Linked DNA regions of Mus musculus: region 2 is linked to region 1. The links are chromatin contacts, called in public HiChIP or PLAC-seq maps. All regions are on one chromosome and are shown on one strand. The core of a region is the stretch at or near the end of the contact, and the rest is flanking DNA. Distances in the headings are between cores, read along the strand shown. Region 1 overlaps Sppl3 (signal peptide peptidase 3). Region 2 holds the start of Mlec (malectin).

Region 1 (7,240 bases), core at 2,441-4,940:
ACTCTCTTATTTTAACTATGATTCTCCCATTTCCCTTCTCCCTCTTGCTCCAGCCCCACTCCGGCCCATAGGTTTTTTTTGTTTGTTTGTTTCTCATTACTGATGGTAGTGAGCCACCATGTGGTTGCTGTGATTTGAACCCAGGACCTCTGGAAGAGCAGTCAGTGCTCTTAACGCTGAGCCATCTCCCCAGCCCCTGTTTTCTTCATTTTTACTATATGATAAGGTATATCATAAGCTCTGCTATGACTTCCATACCTGTGTATCATTGTTTCACCACAGTCACGCACAAACACATTCCTATTCCTCCCGCCCCGTGGGCTCTCGTCCTCTCCCAGACAGTCCTTTTCTGCTTGTGTGTTTTTCTTCTTGGTGTCACTGCTGTCCAGTTTGGACTCAGTGCGTAAGGAGGCATGTCTCTGTTGGGTGACTGTGCCCAGCATGGAGATTTCCACTTCTGCCTGGTTTATGTAATGATGCCCTTTCTTTTGTTGTTGTTTTTGTTGTTTTGTTTTGTTTTGTTTTTCCAGACAGGATTTCTCTGTGTAGCTCTGGCTGTCCTGGAACTCACACTGTAGACCAGGTTGGCCTCTAACTCAGAAATTCGCCTGCCCCTGCCCCCCAAGTGCTGGGATTAAAGGCATGTGCCACCAGTGCCCGGCTGTCATTTCATTTTTTATGCTAAATAAAGCATGTGTGTCTGTGTCACATTTTAGAAATGTATTTGTCCAGATGGGCAGTAGTGTTGCACACCTTTAATCTCAGCACTTGAGAGGCAGAGGCAGTTGGATCCTTGAGTTCAAGAGCATCCAGTGCTACACAGAGAAACCCTGTCTTTAAAAATAGAAAAATAGATCTATTGATCCAATGAGTAACATGTAAGAAGATGTGTGACTTGCATGTCGCCACATAGCAAACACTGTTGTAAGGGTGTTAGTGCTGACCACACAGCCGGAAACTGAGCTAATGCTGGGATTCTGTCTCAGTCCAGAGTCAATGTCATTGTCACCCCCCTTCCTCTCTTAATCTAGTGGGTATAGGTGGTGTCTCATTATGACGTTGATTGGTGTTTCCTCGTGGCTTATGGTGTCCAGCTCTTTTCATGTGTTTATCTGTCATCATGTAGAGTCTTTGGTGAAATGTCTGTTGAGAATCCCCTGCCCTTCCCCCCACCCCCAGCTCTGAGGGTCAAGTGTAGAGCCATGAGCATGCCATACTTATTCTGAGCCTCTCTCTCTCCCCCTCTTCCTCTCCTTCTCCCCCCACCCCTCTCTCTCTCCTTCTCCCCCCACCCCTCTCTCTATCTCTATTTTTATTTTCTTAGTGTTGAATTTAAGAGTCCTTCACATACTATGAAGATGCCTTTATCAGATAAGTGCTTGCAGAACGTTCCACATTTAAGTCTCTGAATTTTTCTTTTTATTTTCTATATATTTATAGTTCGTATGTTTCCTGATGGACTGACCTTTATAAAATATCCCTCTATTACCTGTGGCACACCACCCCTTCGGAAAACCTCTTTCTCCAGAAATATTTACATTGCAACTTATAACAGTAGCAAAATTACAATTATGAAGTAGCAGTGAAATAATGTTGTGGTTGGGGTCACCACAGCATGAGGAGCTGTGTTAAAGGGTGGCAGCATCAGGAAGGCTGGGTGCCACTGTCTCTGCTTTCTTAAAGTTTCTTTGTTAATATCTTACTGAGTCTGCTAGAATACCCATTCAAAGTCTTTTTATTTTATAGTTTTAGAGAGCTTGTTAAATATCTCTGAGTGAAGCCCCAGTGGTGGATTTAGAGAGACATGTGGGGACTATGTGTGGATGTGGGGAGTGCACACGAACGCAGTTTCACAGCTCTTCTCCTGGAGCTCCCGAATGAGACTCACAGCACCCTTGAGTGTAAAATGCTCCAGCGTATGTATGGTCGGAGGCCACCTCACCGTCTGGCTGTTGACCCCTCTGTTATTCCTGACCTAGGTCTTAGACACAGCATGGTTGTCGACTGAATACAGACTCTGTGTCCTAACTGTTCAGCACATTCTGTCAGACCTAAGGCAGCCTTGGGCAAGCCCAAGCTCTCCTTGTCTACTGCACACAGTGCAGGGTTTGCAAAGCAGCCCTAGGTCTCTGCTCAGGAAAACCTTTGAATCTAAAGAGTAAGTTGAGTTCTGTTCATAGAGTGAGGATGTTTTGAGGCCAGCCTGGTCTACGAAGTAAGTTCCAGGACAGCCAGGGGTATACAGAGAAACCCTGTCTCGAAAAACCATAAATAGATAGATAGATAGATAGATAGATAGATAGATAGATAGATAGATAGATAAAAGAGTGAGGATGTAGCTGAATTTAGAACACTTGACTTGCCAACCATGTATAATACCCTGATTTTGAGGGTTTATTAAATTATTCATTTTGGCTTATGTATGTGATGCCTGTGCATGTTTGTGTGGGTGTGCATAACGGTAGCGTCCTCCTCAACAGCCCTCCAAACCTTACTTTGTGAAATGATGTCCCTCACTGAGCCTGGGGTTCACTGGGTCAAGTAGGCTGACTGACGTCAGCACTAAGGATCCTCCTGTGTGCAACCAGCACTGGGTTCTACACTGTGCCGCTGCATCTGGCTGTGCTCTGGGCCTCCTGCTTGTGTGCTGTGCTGACTGAGGCATCTTCCCTACCTTAGCTGAATACCATTCTATTCCTTTCTTACAAAAAGCACAAACCCTAAATAAAGCCTTACTAAGACATTGAGAGTGTGTTGAACAACTTCCTGCTATCGTGTCATGATAGACTCTTGTACATGGCATGAAGTGTGGTATTTGACACTAATTAGTTGACTTGAACTCCGTCCAGCTCAGCATACCACCACGGTGTCATGTAAAAGGCTGCTGACTTGATAACCTGTCTGGAATATGGCAGCATGTGTACAGCTCATCTAAAGCAGACATCAGATGGGAGGAGAGGCTGCAGTAGCTGAGTTTATGTGGTGCTCTGAAACCTATCCTTAGCACACTAGTGCATGAAAAACTGTGTGCACTGTGTTAGTCCTTCTTTAAAGATGGCGCAGTGGAGCTTGGCATGGTGGTGCACGCTTTTAATCCCAGCACTTGGGAGGCAGAGGAAGGCAGATTTCTGAGTTCAAGGCCAACCTGGGCTATAGAGTGAGTCCCAGGACAGCCAAGGCTACACAAAGAAACCCGGTCTCAAAAAAAAAAAAACAAAAAAAGAAAAAAAGAAAAAGAAAAAAAAGAAGAAGATGGCTCAGTGGGAAAGACCCCTTGCTATGAAAACAGAAGGATCTGAGTTCACATCTCCCACACACATGTAGAACTGCATGTGGCTACAGTAACACTAGGGTTAGGTGATGGAAAAATACAGATTCAGCCAGCTTAGCCCAGACAGTCTGATCCAGTAATAGATCCTGTCTCAAAAATGCCTCCACAGATGCTCACATGGGTGTATATTCCTGCATACAGCGTACACCCCCCCCCCACACACACACACACGGAGGTGGGGGAGGCCGGGAGAGCTATAGTAAATGTATTTATTCATAGAGGATAAAGGTTCTAGGGCCTCTTGCTTTGTATCATCGTCGCCGCCGCCATCATCATCATTTTGCATATTTTGTATTGTGATTACCCCTCAGTTACTTTTCCTTGTTTAGGAAGTAGGTAAAGGTCAGGCAGCTGCGGTGAGATGGTGACTCAGCAGCTCTGAGCTGCTTAGACAGCAGAGAACTTTAAGATATCAGCAGGATGGGCTTTATCCAGACTCCTCTCCTTGGCCTGTGGGTTTGGTCTTCACATGTAGATGGTGCCTTCACTGGTCCTTCTCTCCTGACCGTGCAGACGGAAGGTCCATCTGTCTCTCCCTTTCCCTTGCCCACATCTGCTTATCTATTTCCCTCAATAGCATTTTAAGCTAGGTGTGGTAGTGCACACCTTCGGTCCTAGCACTTTCAGTGCAGAGGCAGGTGTACCTGGGAGTTCAACACCAGCTTGCTAGACCAGGCTAAAGCCTGCACAGTGATACCCTAAGAGGAGTAGAAGAAAGAACTATCTTACCTATAATACCTCTTTAAAAACTGTTTGCAAATACACTTACATGTTCAGGTCCTGTGGTTAAAACTGCAGATAGGAATCTTGTGAGTATACCATTCAGTCCCACATAGGTAGAGAGTGATATTACTGTCAGAGCACAATACACTCAATGATTTTGAAGAGGGATAGGATAAAATAACAAACAAACACACAGGGTTTCTTTGCTGTCTAGCCCAGGCTGTCCTCAGACTGGCCATTTCCTGTGTCTTCATCGTGAATGCTGACTGTGTGCATCACTGGTTGCATATTCATTCCCCTCTGGAAGCTTGACCTACTGCTGCTTCTCTTGAGTCATAGTTGGTATCAGTAGAAATGAAAACATTGGTCTAGGTCTTTTTTTTAAGACAGGATCTCACCACATAACCCTGGCTGGTTCACACTTTTGATGCAAACTTGGGGAATTCTCTTGCCTCGGCCTCCAGCTGCAGGGATTTTGGATACGTGCTTGCCTCTTTCTGTTGATCATTTTTTACTTCCGTCTTGTTTATGCATTTGTATGTGAGTAATTCTGTTTGTGGCAAATGTGGAAGACCTCTTAGTAGAGTTGATTGTCTCCCTTCATATTTGTGTGGATAAGACTCATAAGCTTTTGACCTGCTAAGCGTTCTCATAGCCCACATTGCTCATTTAAACATTCATTTCAGTAACCCAAATGTGCTCTTTGTTAAGCAAATAGCCAGGGTACGGTTTGAATGGAGTGTGTAGTAATAACATCTTGATGTAAAGGCATCATATCATGTTGTAGAGCAGAAATAAGATTAAGGTGGTGAGACAGGGCTGGGGTGATGGCGGGGGGTCATCTCTGCAGACAGAATAGACTGATCAATGGCTAGCCAAGCACTGGGCTGTCTGCAGAGTTAATAAGTTACCAGGTAAGTTAGGATAAAATTCCACAATTCACAGCCATCCTGGTACCTAAGACAGAAGTCTTCCCACAAAGGCAGTATTTAAACAGCTGAAGTCTGCTGTCAGCTGTGCAAGTGTACAGGCTGTGACTAGATCCCAACCCAGGCCCAGTGATGGAACAATGTAAAGTTGGAAAATAAGACCTCCCAGCATCAGGAGGCAGAGGCAGGCAGAATTAAGGCCAGCCTGGTCTATACAGAGGAACTCTGTCTTGGGGCGGGGCATGGGAAGGTGACTGCCTCCATAGCACCTCAGCTAAGATAAAATGTGCTTGCCTTGCTTGGTCAGTTTATTTGAAAATATTCAGGCTGGCAAGATGGCTCAACAGCTAAGAGCACTGACTGCTCTTCCGAAGGTCCTGAGTTCAAATCCCAGCAACCACATGGTGGCTCACAACCACCCATGATGAGATCTGATGCCCTCTTCTGGTATATCAGAAGTCAGCTAATAATAATAAATGAATCTTTGGGCCAGAGCAAGGACTGAGCGAGTGGGACTGACCAGAGCGAGCAGAGGTTCTAAAAATTCAACCCTGACAACCACATGAAGGCTCACAATCACCTCTACAGCTACCATGTTCTCACATACATAAAATAAATAAATAATAAAAATCTTTAAAAAAAATATTCTTTAAAAAGAGTGTGTGTATGTGTGTGCGCGTGCGTGCCCTCCCGCCCGCCCGCCCGCCCGCCCACATGTCTCCAACAGAGTGGAGAAAAACAGGTCAAATCCAGAGGAGTTGTAGTTACAGGTTGTTATCAGCCACCACACACACACACTACCCCCACCCCCACAATAGACACTAGAAACTGAACACAAGAGCTTCAACTGCTAAGTCATCTCTTTGGCTTTTTGGGGGTTTCTTCCAGAGTTTCTCTGCATAGCCCTGGTTGGTTGTCTTGGAACCTAATCTTGAACTCAGATCCAACTGCCTCTGTCTCCTGAGTGCTGAAATTAAAGGCCTGTGCTAAAAGTAGAGTTTTAATAGCCCTCAGCTAATAATGACTTGGAAGAGTTAAATGCTGGCTAGCACTGACCTCAGCACCAGGCTCTTTTCCTCTACCTTCTGAGATATGTCGGCTGTGTGTAACATCCATGCCTCAAGTAAGATCAAAAGACAGCTGGCAGCTTTCCAGCCCAGAGGAAGGGTAGAAGCTAGCCCAGGCAGAGATGTGAGTAAGGGTTCTTCTAAAGTTCCCCAGCTGCCACAAGGTCAGAGAGGCAGCACGGCTGCACAGCTGTACTTACCAATATTATGTTCATTAAGTGGGTCAGAAAACTCAGGTTAGTGCATGTTTTCCTAATGCGCACCCACAGGGAAGAACCAGTCTTTGTGTTCCATTGGCTGCAACACATTCCTAAACACTCCAACCAGTCTAGACCTGTGCCATCAAATGATGAGCTCTGTCATGAGACTAATGAACACTGAGGGGACAAAGGAATGGATAATACACTGAAAATTACCACCACGCTTGTCATGGTAGAGGCTTTAGTTTGAAACTTGAATGCAGGCCTTTGGTCTCTAGGTGTTTTGTTGTTGTAGACCTAATTGGAAGTGAGAAATGACAATTTGTCCTCTAGGGCCAACTGCCAAGAGGCAGTTAAGGCAAATCCTGCCGAGCATCCTCCTCTGCCTAAAAGTAAATGTGTGACCCCAAGTGTATGCAAGCAGAGCTGGTGAGAGTTTGTTAGAATCAGACAGCTGAAGAGCCTAGGTTTGTTGATGATTATTATTACGCACATTCGCTCTCTCGCTTGCGCGCTCTCCCTCTCTCTCCCCCTCCCCTCCCTCTCATGTGTGTGTACAAGTTGGAGGAACCAGTTCTCTTACTCCACCACATAGGATCCAGGAACTAGGACTTGGCAGCAGTCTCAGCTGCTGAGTCATCTCTCTGGGCCTCTAAGATGCCTGTCATATAATCAAAGATCTTTACATTCCATGAAGCAAAAACTGTAGACAGAGAGGGAAGCAGAGCCCACAAATACAATTTTAAGAGGCAGTGTCCTTCATTCCATAATGGAGCAAAGCAAGCAGAAAGAAAATGAGCGTTATTACAATGGACGTGACTGATGTCCTTGTGTGCTTATATTGTATGTGCACCTGCGTGGACAAGCCAGAGGACTGCTGTCTTCCTAGGTCTGTATCCAGTGAACTTGAGATCCTCAATTGGGCTAGATTGGCTGACCTAAATGCTGTCCTTTCCCCAAGTACTGAAGTACAGACGTGTGCCATCATAC
Region 2 (7,240 bases), core at 2,706-5,205, 89 kb after region 1:
AGCAAACCATGGCTCTCCCAACCCCCTTTTCCCTCACTCTCTCTACAAGGCTCTTAGCTCCTCAAGGCTAAATTCTTCCTTAGCCAAATGGCAGCCCCCAATGGGGTCCACTTTAGGGTTAAACAGTAAGTCACTTGACCGGCTCAGGTCTCCAGACAACATCTCTCCCCTCTGGACACACACTCTGACCTACTTTTAATTTCATGTAAAAGGCCATCAAGCAGGGAAGAAAAAAAAAAAAAAAAAAAAAAGACAGCACTCTACCCTGCTCTGGACAGCAGTCCTGTTGGAGGCTCCTAACATATGACAGTGTGACTGTCACGAAGGAAGACAAGGCTCAGGGCAGTAAGCAAGGCCCTCAAGCCATAAATTCTAGAGTGAATCTCCTTAGGAAAAGAAGGAGTGTCCCCCAAAACCAAGCCAAGTCCTCTGTGACCCTGACATACAACATATAGAATGGCAGGGTCTAGTCACCACAGGTCACCAAGTCAAGAACCTGGAAAGCCAGACCTGGGCCAAGCCTGTAATCCCAGCACTTGGGAGGTGAAGGCAGGATAATCAAGAGTTTAAGGTTATCCCAAAGCTACATGCTAAGTTTGGGGCTAACCTGGACAACCTGAAACCTTGTCTCAAAACAAACCAGCCAAGAGCAAAGCCACACCCCCCAGAACTCATGCTGGGCCACAGCACTTTCCACAGCAGTACATCTGTCTGTTGAACCGAGGCACACAGATATAAAATGCCTTTTCCAGGCTGTGACCATTAGTGATCCCAAGGCAGAAACAAGTCAATACACATGTTATCAAGTGCTGTTAGAAGCATAAGCCACTGGGTACCCAGGCCACTCAGTTACAAGAATGCTGAACTTACAAAGAAGGCAGAGAAATGGCAGGCAAGTTCAGAATCAGGCCAAACCCTTAGAAAATGTCCTCAGCACACGTGCTGCAAACAGTATCCCAGCCATGTGGGAAAAGAAATGAAGCACTGCCCTCCTGCAATCAGCATAAATAGCTGCATGAGACAAGGGTCTCCAAATAAGGGGCACACCCTGATCCCGAGAAGGCAAGGCAGCCTGAACAGCTGCTCTTCCCTGGGCAGGGCCGATGCCTCAGAACAGAACAAACTAGAAAGCTGACTGCTCAGTGGACGCTTAAACGTATCTGGGGCCCAGACCCAATGCCAGGGAGCTGCCTAGGGACTTAGTAAGTACTAACACTCGCCGGTCCACGCCACAGCACTATACCCAACTTTTCTTTCTATCCATGCCTTCGTGCCGGCCACACCCAGACAAGCAGACAGTCTGGGGCAGGGGACCTTCGGTTCTACTTCCCCCCAAATGCTATCGTCCAAAATCAGATTCCACGATGAAAGAGTCTGGCAGGTCTCACACACTGTGTATTTGCTACAATTACCCAGCCCAACCCCAACCCCTGACACACACACACACACACACACACACACACACACACACACATGAGTGTTCTGGCCCCCAGGAAACTACAATCCAAGGACGAGAGAGCCTAGCTGGCTACTGACCAGGCCAAAACTAAACCACCTGCACCAGCAACCTAAAAGCAGAGTATCAGAATAAGAGGAATACCAGAGGACTAAAGATGGCAGTCCTAGTTTCATCCTCTGTACCGGGGACCTAACAGGAGGACAATGGAACCAGTGTATAGCTGGATATCTGAATGAAGAAACCAGCTGTACACTGCCCTCACCACCATTATCTCAAGAGGCAAAGTCCACCAACTGTGCGGTTTCCTCAGGAGCTCCTTCCTCTCTGCCCACAAGCATGAAGAAAGAGGAACACCAGCAACAGAGGCAGTAACGACCTGCTGTTACAAAGTCTGGCTTTGGCTGCCACGACCTGGAGCCCTGACTCAGCGGAATCCAGGTTCCTGGGACCTGCATGCCAGGTCTAAATGAATTCCAGGACACAGAACTTCAGAGAACAGCCCCATGTGCCAAGACCCTTACATGTATAAAAGCAAAGAATTCTGGTTTCTTTTGTGAAACAAGCTCTCATAATGTAGCCCTGGATTGCTGGCTGACCTGGATCTCCCTAGATAAACCAGACTGGCTTTCATCAATCAGGGATCCTCCTGCCTCTGCCTTGATGGTACTGAGATTATAGGTGTGTGCCACAACATCCAGATAAGACACACACAATATAACTATCTCGACACAGAAACTGGGAGAAACTAAGTTGAAACCTTCAGTAAAGTTAAAAGAACCACACACAAACACTGAAAAAAGAGATTTCCTGTTGTCTGCAAAGGCAGCCTCTGCGCCCAGCATACAGCATCAATCTTCCAGAACATGAAACAAGAAAAACCTTTTCAAAAAACCTTTTCAAACAGTTTTGTGTAGTGTTCTGCCTGCATGTATGTCTCTCTGTGCACACGTGTGCCTGTGACTGTGGATGTCAGAAAGCCGCACTGGATCCCTGGGAAATGGAGTTATGGACAATCCTGAGCTATCATCTGGATGCTGGGAATCAAACGGGTTCTCTGAGAGAACAATCTGCACTCTTAACCACCGAGCCAGCTCTTCAGTCCCCGACTTTCCTTCTAAACCTGTTTTTCAATCCTACTTATGGAAGAATCTAGAGCGGTTTTCTCCAAAGAATGAATTGGGGGGGGGGGGGGTAAGGTAACCTATAACAGAAGTGCCTAGGGCAGAGACCCGAGTCCCAGCTAGTTAAGTTAAAAAAAAAAAAAAAAGTTTGTCTACTGTGTCTAGAGACTGCCCAGGAACCTGTATTTTTAACCATCTGTTCTCAAAAATTCTCATTTGGCCGTTGTGAACCTGTATTTTTAACCATCTGCCCTCAAAATTCTCATTTGGCCGTTGTGAACTGTGAAACTCTGTAAAACCCACTTTCCCCCTAAGCTGGGATCAAACGTCTTACGATCACCCGGGGGTCACACTCAAACCTTACACAGGTTGACCTCATAGGCAGGATGGGCTGCGATATACCGACACCCGTCGGGTGGCTTTGACTTTTAAGCATACAAATTCCAAAGGAGGGGAGGGGAGGGGTGCCACAGTCAAACTTTCCCGTACTATTCCCCCTTCGAAGACTCCCTGCCGTTCTGGCGAAGAATCAAGCCTCAGTCCCGGGCTTGGAAGGGGCACGGAAAACGGCGGGTGATCTGTAGGGTGGGCAAAGCATCTCCTGGAAACCGTCGCGATGGATGGCAGAGCAGCGGAGTCGATGACCTCCAACCTGCGAGGCCTCCAGGCGCCAGGCAAAAGGCCACCCTTGCCTTTTACATTCCCAGCTTGGGTGGGATGAGGGGCTGGGGCAAGGTAAAATGAGAAAGGGTCTAAATATAAACTTCTCGCCAACTCTATGCCTCGATGGCTCTTGGAAGCTTCCAGTCAGGGCTAGGCCCTGGGTCCTGGCCAGGTCCCTGGAGGGTGGGGGGTTGGGGGGCTGGGGGTAGGTTCACTGCAGAGAGAAACTTCGTTCCAAGGCTGTGGTCTCCCGGCTGGAGAGGAAGGGGTTCGAGGCCCGCAGCTGCGCCCTGCTCCCAGGCTGCGGACCCCCCCAGGCTCGGCCGGAGGGGCTCTCACCTCGGCCCACCCGGCCTTCCAGAGGGTCCTTGCGGAAGTGGATCCCGTGCACGTCCACATGCGCCTCGCCGCCTGCGTTCACTGCCCAGATGACGCTCTCCGGCAGTCCGGCCCCGGCGGCGCCGACCACGCCGAGCCCCGGACCCCGGAGCTTCGGTCCCAGCAGCAGCAGCAACAGAAGCAGCCGGAGAAGCGCCACAGCGGTTCCCTCGGCTCCCCGGGGCCTCAGCATGGCGGCCACCACGGCGGGGGCAGCCCCTGCCGACCCTCGTCCTCGGCCGGCCGCCCCCAACTCAGGAGAACAGCGCAGCGGACCGTTCTGCCTCGGCAACCCGGGACATGTCGCTCTCAGGGCCTCCTCCTCCTCCTCCTCCACCTCCTCGGCCTTGGGGCGCCGCCTCCCACCTCGGGAGCAACCTACCCCGACGCCCAGCCCTCAGCCCGGAGCGCCTCAGCCAATCAGAGGGAGGCCCTCATGAATTACCCACCACCCCGCCGAGAGCGGCCGCGCCATTGGCTGGTGCGTCCGGGGAGGGGAGTGGCCGCGCCTAGGCTCCGGCCCAACCACGGGGCACGAGAAGGAGCGCGCGCCCAGGGAGGGAGTTCGGTTGAAGCGGCGGTTCCATGCGGAAGTGGCGGGTGCAGCGCCCAGGCCGCCCCGGAATCCCACAGTCGACTGGGAAAGGTGGCCTGGGCCGGGGAAGGTTTAGAGAAGGGCGCACTGACACGTCGCCAACACTTCCGGTGCTCTAGAGCTGGGGACCGAGTCAGCTCAGAAGGGGGCGTTGCCGCCTTTTCCATCCCTCCTCCTTCAACTCAGAAAGCAAGAGCCCAGGCTCTTGCAAGCCGAGCGATGGTTTGTCCCCGGGTGGAGCATCGGGGCCCGTCTCTCCCTTGGATGCCATGTGAACAGGTGGCGGGACACGCGAGTCCCGCGAGGATACGGTCCCCACCGTCACCCCTTAGCAGGCGCTTGGTGTGTGGTAGCGTCCAGGAGGCCGTCCAATCAGAATGCTCCAACGCAGCGGAAACGCGTGGCTGTTAGGGGGAGGGGGCTCCAGGGTGCCTGCGTCTCCATGGCGACGGTCCCTGGCGGGCCTGGAAACCTAAGTGGAGCTAGGGGCTTCCTCCTCCTCCTCCTGCTGGGGACCACTGGCACGACCCGAGCTCCCTGCTTTGGCATTTCACACAGCGCTCTTCTGCGTTATTGTCCATGCCCTTGGGTATCTGCCTCAACTCCCATTTTTCCGACCCAGCCAAGCGGGGGAAGTGGAATCATTTGTTCCATAAGTACTTATCCTGTCCATACAGATAATGCGGACAAAACATGGAAAGCCCGGTTGAATTTGATTTTTGAGGTTCAGAAAAAGGAACATAAAACAACTCTGGGCGCGCTGACGCCAGGTGACGCGTGCCTGTATTCTCAGAGGTTAAAGCAGGATGATTACCGGGAGTTTTAAAAGGCCAGCTTGAGCTCCAAGAGTGCGATCCTGTCTCTATAACAATAAATAGGAGGCTGGAAAGATGGCTCGGTGTCTAGAGCGCTAGCTGCTTTGGCAGAGAACATGGGTTTTTTTACCCCCAGTCCCCTTAAGGCTGCTAAGGATGTGGGGGCCCAAAGGCCAGGAGGTCGTGGCACATGCCTTTAATCCCAGCACTTGGGAGGCAGAGGCAGGCGGATTTCTGAGTTCGAGGCCAGCCTGGTCTACAAAGTGAGTTCCAGAACAGCCAGGGCTATACAGAGAAAAACTAAAAAAAAAAGAAGGGGTCGCGGTTTTCTGACCTTCATTGTGTGTCCGTGACACGTAGACATACAGGTATTAAAGCCCCTGCTTGGGACTGCCAAGATCCAGGTCAAAGTTTTCTCTAAATCCGCAAAACTCTCTCAGGACAGGTGACCTTCATAGAGTGACAGGAGCTACAGTCTGGGGCTGAGCCCGAGATGGGCTCCGTTCCCCTCTCAGTGGCTTCCCAGTTCTATCATCCATTAGAGCTTTGAGCCTTTGCTGACCCAAACACCATCCATCTACTCAGAAAATTCTCTCCCTAGCCCTGCACCTCTCTCCTCTGGGAAACCAGGGTTGAGCTGAGCACGGTTCCTTCCTACCCTGGAGGTGCATTCCCAGACTTTGACTCTGTCTCTTGCTAAGTTGTCCAGACTGGCCTCAAATTTGTGATCCTCCTGCCTCAGCTTTCCGAGTAGCTAAAACAGCAGGCTGGTGCTACCTTGCCCAGCGAAAACAATATGCTTGTTATGGAAAAATGCAGGTAACACGGAAGAGAACTTGGAAAAAAAAAAAGAAGAAGAAGCCATCCAAAAGCCAAGCTTAGGACTGTAGCCAAGACAGGGCCCTGACAGCAGGTTCTCCACAGCCATCCGTTCCCACACACTTGAATCTCATATCCACCTCAGAAAGCTAAAAAACAGGAAATGTTCCCCCCGTTTTATGGATGAGAAACTTAAAAAGTTGAAGATGGTGAAGTAACCTGTATAGAACCACACAACAGTATTCAGCTTCCAGCCCACGTATGCTGTGAGGCTGGCTACCTGTGAGTGAGGCCATATTTGATGCAAATGAACGGTGTCTCTTATGTTACCCGGGTAAAGGAATTCACCTCTCTGTGCCTCAGTTTCCCCCTCTCTGATACAAAATATTTGTACATATGTCCTAAGACTGTGTGACATAAAAGAGATAAATTTTAAGGGAAGAGAATTTTTAAAAAAAGCTTTTGGAAAAGTCATTTCTTTGTAAGCAGAAGGTAGGGGGGAGGCACATAGGTACACGCCACAGCTTGGCTGTAGAGGTCAGAGGACAACACTAGTTAATGAGTTTCATCATCACCTTGGGTCGTCAGGCTCAGCAGCAAGCGCTTGTACACCCTAGGCTGTCTTACTGCCTCTTCTTTTTGTTTTAGTTTTAGATGAAGCCAGGCCAGATGAACTCAGGAAGTCTGTAGCTGAGGACGGCAGTCAGTCCCTGTGCCTGCTGGGCTACCGTGCCAGCCCAAGAGCATTCTGGGACTGCGGAGCACATGACTAAATGTCAATAAGTAAGTCTTAAGTGTTTGGGGGGTCACCGAGACTTGGATTCAAAGGCTGATTCTACTTTTTAGAGCTATGTGGAACTTGGGGAGCCCTTTCTCCCCTCGGAGCCCACAGCTTCCTCATCTGATAGATGTAATTAGAATACCCACATGTAGGACTCTCAGAATCCCTTAGCAGAGGGCCTGGCTCATAGATGGTGTTTAGTACACAGTAGCTATTAATCATACAAGAAGAAGTAATTATAACATGTCATGCTGGCAATCTAATAGTAGTGAACACCCCAGGCTAACGAGTTAGGGAAAAACCCTTCTACCCCAGGGAGGGAAAAGCCAACAGGAACCTGAGTTCAAAAGTGGAAAAGCAGAAAGCAGCTGTTCCTGAGTCCCCAGAGGCAACTTCACCTTGACCCACAAACCCGAAAAGAGGCGTGTCTTCCGGTCGAGATAAGAATCCCAAGAACAAAGCATGCTATTAATTAAGCACAGTCTATTTTAAGTTAGTGGCATAATTTCCCGCCGAAGGAATAAGGAATGGCTCACAATAAAAGCTCAAGAAGGAAAACACAGAAGGCTGGGGGGGGGGGCGGCTTTGCCTCCTGCCTGGAGCCCTCTG

The links. HiChIP or PLAC-seq counts read pairs in DNA pulled down with a chosen protein or histone mark.
Region 2: a contact with region 1 is called in an H3K27ac HiChIP or PLAC-seq map of microglia, with 4 times the contacts expected there. The contact joins the promoter of Mlec here to the enhancer-like site in region 1. A contact is called at or near these places in 6 of 115 datasets of contacts at active chromatin or transcription factors (the SCID.adh cell line, double positive thymocytes, embryonic stem cells and 2 more) and 3 of 9 other capture datasets (adipose tissue, liver and pancreatic islet).

What each region holds. Positions count from the first base shown.
Region 1 is chr5:115,065,456-115,072,695 of GRCm38.p6, forward strand. The region is part of intron 2 of Sppl3 (signal peptide peptidase 3); the gene reads left to right. Among named protein-coding and RNA genes, the nearest start is that of Rpl37rt, 39 kb to the right of the region's middle. Within about 2 kb of position 3,691, at least 73 of the 459 cell types and tissues checked have an H3K27ac peak or open chromatin away from gene starts, as enhancers often do. A contact at or near this core is called in the SCID.adh cell line, microglia and pancreatic cancer cells, where this site is marked.
Region 2 is chr5:115,154,221-115,161,460 of GRCm38.p6, forward strand. It overlaps Mlec (malectin), which reads right to left and starts at 3,956. Exons shown (of 5, transcript NM_175403.3): 1 at 3,583-3,956. The coding sequence starts at 3,814. Gm35465 (a long non-coding RNA gene) reads left to right here and starts at 5,279. Exons shown (of 2, transcript XR_387598.3): 1 at 5,279-6,633.